Linked DNA regions of Hordeum vulgare: region 1 is linked to region 2. The links are chromatin contacts, called in public Hi-C maps. All regions are on one chromosome and are shown on one strand. Each heading gives the region's core, a stretch centred on a gene start, on an enhancer-like site or on the middle of the called end of the contact. The rest is flanking DNA. Distances are from core to core; before and after follow the strand shown.

Region 1 (2,700 bases), core at 196-2,695, 290 kb before region 2:
CTTCTCATGATGCCTTTGTTGATAGTGCAAACACCGTCCGACTTTCCAATGAAGGAGAGGACAAACAAGAGGATGAAGAATCGGAAGAAGAAACGGACAAATCGGAGGAGGAGGAAGATGAGGAATGATTGTTCATGTTTAATTCATTTGTGTGAACTTGTTTGTCATGAACTTGCTTGTGGTCATCTTGTTTGTGCGAACTTTGCATATTTTGGATGTTTGAGATCATCTTGTATATGTTGTTTCTGCACCGGTTGGGCGCGCGCTCGATTTTACAACGCCTGCTGAAGCGGCACGCTGGCGCTCTAAAAATTTGCAGCGCCTGCTGAAGCAACTGCCTACTCGGGCGCAAAAACGGCCGTTGCGCGTGCTGTAAAAAGGAATTTGCGCGCCGCGCCTCCACGCGTCTGTTGAAGATGCTCTTAGCATGCCTGGACTTGAGCAAGACACAGCTAGGCAGTTGGATGTGGAAGCCGCTCCTATATTTGGTCAACTCAACTGAAGTGCGTGATTTGACTCCTATATCAGCTAAGATCGAATCAGAAGTGAAGCGGGTGATAAAGCTTCGTACAGACTCGATCAAATTGTACCAAAATAGGAGAGTTTACTTATGTTAGAACATCCAAAAATTAGCTTATCTCTGCACTTTACAAATTGGCTAAATTAAGATTAAAACAAACAATGTTGGCAGGTAAACTAATTGCACTTTGGTGAAGTATAAGCAAGGAGTCTTACGGTGGCCCGGCATCCATTGCCCCATTGCGCAACTCAACATTTCTATCCTGCAACCGAGAATCAGTAGATAAACCGTATAAGTTTCGGCAGCGAGCTGTAAAGTGTAAGCTATTTGTCCACCGGACCGTCACCAAGGTGGGAGTAGTAAGTAACATGGAAGCATTCTGCGACAAGACAGAATTCAATTACCATCCGCTCGTAGTGCTCGAAGACGGAGAGGTCGGCGCCGCCGTTGGCGTGGGCGGCATCGGCGGCGCCCGATCCGGGCGGCGCGTCGTCGTTGCTGTCGCCGTCGCCGTCGCCCTTGGGCTGGCGGCAGATGCCGAGGCCCGCGTCGTAGTAGCGCTCGAAGTCCTGGGCCGAGGCCACGCCATAGCGAATTGGGAACAAGGAGATCTCAGCACGGGGAGGAGAGCGAGAGAGGAAGGGGGTGAGAACAGCACAGGGCGGTGAGTCACCTGGAAGGACCAGCGGGTGACGGAGGGCTCGTCGCCGGCAGCCATGGCGTATGCGGCCGGTCCCCACGCAGCACGCAGGGACGCGACAGCTCCCGAAGTAGCTGAGGCGAGACGGAGGCGATGGCGTTGGTGTTGTGTTGTGAATAAACAAACAAGAGCACGGAGCACGGGAGCGGGCAGGCAAGCGAATCTGCGCTCTTGTTTTTTCACCAAACCGTCGGAGTCCGACGGGGAGGAGAGGAGTGAGCGAAAATTGCAAATGGTGCAAGGTCATTAAATGGTGCCCGTTTTCAAAAAATACTCCCTCCGTTCTTAAATATAAGATCTTTTATAGAAACATGTATCAATATTCATAATGCCAAATTAATATTGTTAGATTCATTACAAAAGATAGTTTCATGATATGTATATTTAGTATTGTAGATGTTGATATTTTTCAATATATATTTGGTCAAACTTTGTAAAGTTTGACTTGACCCAAGTCTAATATGCGGAGTAAAAATGACTGGAGGAAGTATATACGAATGTAGGTAGTCATATTTTAGGATGTAGATTCATTAATTTTGCTCCGTATCTAGTCCATAATGAAATATCTAAAAGGTCTTATATTTAAAAACGGAGGTAGTATATTTTTACAATGTAAAAAACTTCAAACTTTTGTAGACACACATAAATACGTATGTTATGTATCTGTAATATTTTAAATCATTTTACTTTCACACCTGGCATACAAAAAATGATAAATATGTATTTATAAATGGGCTTTTTATTATTATTGGGCCAAAAAATGTTATTTTTTACAGCTTACAAATTACATTTTTTTCAAAATGAAATTTCACTCATACATAAAAGTTTCCACATAATAATTTTTAATTTTTAAAAACTTTTAAATATGTTTTCTGATTTTTTTTCAAAAAAATGCACCAAGGTATCCGAGCACACAAACTTCGTTCTGAGGAGTGAGGGCTTTTTCATCAAACAGTTGGAGTGACATTGGGCGTTAAGCGCCAGGGTTCCACGTCATCTATAACCACAAGTAGCAACATCCGGCCCTCAAATGTTAACACACATGTGATACTAAGAGCAACTCCAACCGGTCGACCCAAACGGACCATGATTTCATCTGCTTTTTGTCCATTTGGATCGTCCGCCCGGTCTATGATTTGGGTCGGCAACGCGTCCAACGCATCGACCCATTGTCCGCGTGGCCGCCTAGCCGCCGGTTTTCAACAAATACAAACATTTTGCATATTTTTTTAAAGTAAATGAGATAGCATAGTTTCACAACCGAAATAAAATATAGCAAAGGTTTTACAAGCCCAATAAAAATTAAATTGTCTATAAGATACACCAATTGATTTCCAACATGATCCTACATATGCTCAACCAAATCATCTTGCAACTGAATATGAGTTTTCAAATCACACATTTCATGATGAAATTTGGTGAATTGTGCAAACGATGGCTTCTCCGCCATGCTGAGGCACCACATTGTCACCCTGAAACT
Region 2 (2,700 bases), core at 73-2,572:
GTCGGCCAGGGTAAACTTTTCTACCCCCGGGGGAGTAGCAAGCAAGCCAACCTTGGCGAGTTGACTTGACAACCAAAAACACTGCGGTATCTTTATGTAGGCACATTTGGCAAGAAAGCCCATACGAAAAGTAACCTACCAACAAAAAAAGCTCTCCAATCGTTATCGGTTCCTCTCTAGGAGAATTATTATCAGATCGTTGTGCTGCAATGGTAGCAAGACATGCAAGCACGCACGGTCACGCACAGGAGTACCAGTACACGTTTCGTTTTGCCTTGAAGGTACCGGTAACGGATTTCCGGCTGATCGACTGGGCAAAACAGGCCCGGCGGAAAAAATCAAGCCCTGCCGAACCTAATCAGTTCGACGGACCCGACGCGTCACCTCAACCTTTTTATCTGCTGGATTTCGTTCAATCTTTGTGTACATACGACGGGCCCGCCCGTGTATATCGGTAGACGGTGACATCGCTGGCTATATCTTCGGTCGTCGTGCCTAACCTTGTGGGAGTATACTGTACTATGTAGTAGTAGTCCAAGATCCTGACGTGCGGGTTGCCACGGACATTTGCCATTTCGATTAGAGAGAGGTGAGACCGATGGGCGCGGCCATATAATTCTTGTGTCCTCGTCACGCTCGGGGTCGGGGGAGATGCCCCGTATCCGGGCGCCGCACACGTATTGGCCCAGCACAAATCTTCTACTCCTACTAGTACCTTTTTTTGCTTTGCTTTGCTTTGCAGGGCACGGAAACGTCACGCGCAAAACAAAAGAGAATCTGGGTCAACGACGGGCGGCAAATACGCTCCCCTCCCTCCCCTGTTGTTGCTTCACAGTGCTTCATCGGTTGAGTCCGTTCCACTCATGAGCGGATCACCGCAAGAAGTTTGAAAAGTCAAACGACAAGAGGAATATATATAGATGGATCACGGAAGTCAACACGATTGGAATGCGATAAAAGCGTGGAAAGTTGCACTCATTGGTAAAGTACTTTGAACAGGCTCGGGCCAAATCCAGGGCGTCACATGATGCCACACTTCCCATGGAATTCTTTTACGCGTGTGTGCGCTGAAATGAATGCACGCATCACTCACCATGCATGGCCCATGACTCCATTCATATCCGCCCGTCCAAGATTAAATTGCTTCACAGTAGTACTATATTTATGAGTATTAAATAAATAAATAATAATAAAACAAAAAAGGTGAAAATATCCAGAAGGGGAAAGAGATGGGGCCGGCCATCACCCATGTCACACAAAGAAGTCAGGTTTATTAAGCAAAGCAAGCATGAGTGAAAAGCGAGGGGGGGGGGGGGGGGGATTGACCACCGCCGCCTCCTCCTCTATATAGGGGGGCACTTTCTTACACACCACCACCTCCCTCCCCTGCCTCCATGGCGAACCTCCCCACCCACGCCACCACCACCAACGCCGACGCCTCCGGCTTCAAGCTCTTCGGCCAGGTCATCCAGCCCGAGGCCCACCGCGCCGCCTCCGTCTCCATCTCCATCTCCACGGGAGAGAGCACAGCGCCAACGCCAACGCCAACGCCCTCGCCCCCGCCTCCTCCTCCTCCTGCTCCGTCGACGACGCAGCAGGCCACGGTCGGGGGCGGCGAGCCGCTGCCATGCCCGAGGTGCGGGAGCAGGGAGACCAAGTTCTGCTACTTCAACAACTACAACGTGCGGCAGCCGCGTCACCTCTGCCGCGCCTGCCGCCGCTACTGGACGGCCGGCGGCGCGCTCCGCCGCGTCGCCACCGCCTCCCCCGGCCGCCGCAGGCCCCGGCCCACCGCCCGATCGGCCGCCGCCGCGGCCTCGGCGACCGCCTCCACCTCCGAGGAAGGGGCAGCAGCAGCAGCAGCGGAGAGCGTTGACTCGCGGTCGTAGGAGCCTTTCCGGGAACTCGCGTCGTCGCGTGCGTGGTGGAGCTGCCTGGAGCAATGCTTTGCTCCCTCCCTCCTCCTCCTCCGCTCTTCCGGGCCCACGCGTCAGAGACACTTTTTTGGCTCTTTGTTTTTGGGGGGAATTTATTATTATTGATGTAGGTTGTTCCATTTCGATACCATGTTAGGATTCTTTTGGGTGGCCGGAAGGATGCGGACACGGCCAGCAATGAAAGAGATACTCCCGTCGAATGAATGAAAGAGAGGAAAAGTTTGAAAAAAAAAATACTAGTCCCTACTCGTTGAAATGAATGTACCCCTTCACTGTGAGCCGTGGCAATGATGATGATGATTCATCTTTTTTCTTCCTCCCTTTTGCTGCCCCAAGTTTCTCCTCTCCTTGTCCTCTGCATTCAGCTATTAGATGCAGTGCAGGGAGGGCAGGGGGCCATTCAATGGATCACGTGTAATCGGTGACACGCTCCTCTTGAGTTGAGTTTGCTGCAGATGCGCAGCTTAAATGGAATGTATACGTGGTAGGTGGTGCGTTCTTGTACTTAAATGCCTATGGCATCAACGCAGGGCCAGAGGAATCTATCCGCTAGCAAGAAGAAGAAAGGAGGCATCTACCTGAGAAGGTTTGCACTATCCCAACTACTACTACTGCAAACAGGCAAGCTTCATCACCTCCACTTTTAGCTTTTAGCTATTCCCGGTAGTGATGATGACATAGTGTCAATTTCTTTACGTGTTCTTCTTCTCATTGTCAACGATAAGCATCATATTCATGTCATTTCTAAACAAAAAGTCCTCCA

Evidence for each region. Hi-C and Micro-C count contacts between places; a contact is called where the count stands out from the background.
Region 1: a contact with region 2 is called in a Hi-C map of leaf, with 4 times the contacts expected there. The contact joins the promoter of LOC123444078 here to the promoter of LOC123444082 in region 2. A contact is called at or near these places in 4 of 6 Hi-C or Micro-C datasets (leaf and seedling) and 1 of 1 datasets of contacts at active chromatin or transcription factors (embryo).

The regions. Positions count from the first base shown.
Region 1 is chr3H:424,925,935-424,928,634 of MorexV3_pseudomolecules_assembly, forward strand. It overlaps LOC123444078 (katanin p60 ATPase-containing subunit A-like 2), which reads right to left and starts at 1,446. Exons shown (of 12, transcript XM_045120690.1): 1 at 1,194-1,446; 2 at 925-1,089; 3 at 736-782. The coding sequence starts at 1,238.
Region 2 is chr3H:425,215,281-425,217,980 of MorexV3_pseudomolecules_assembly, forward strand. It overlaps LOC123444082 (dof zinc finger protein DOF1.5-like), which reads left to right and starts at 1,323. Exons shown (of 1, transcript XM_045120694.1): 1 at 1,323-2,246. The coding sequence starts at 1,395. The coding sequence ends at 1,889.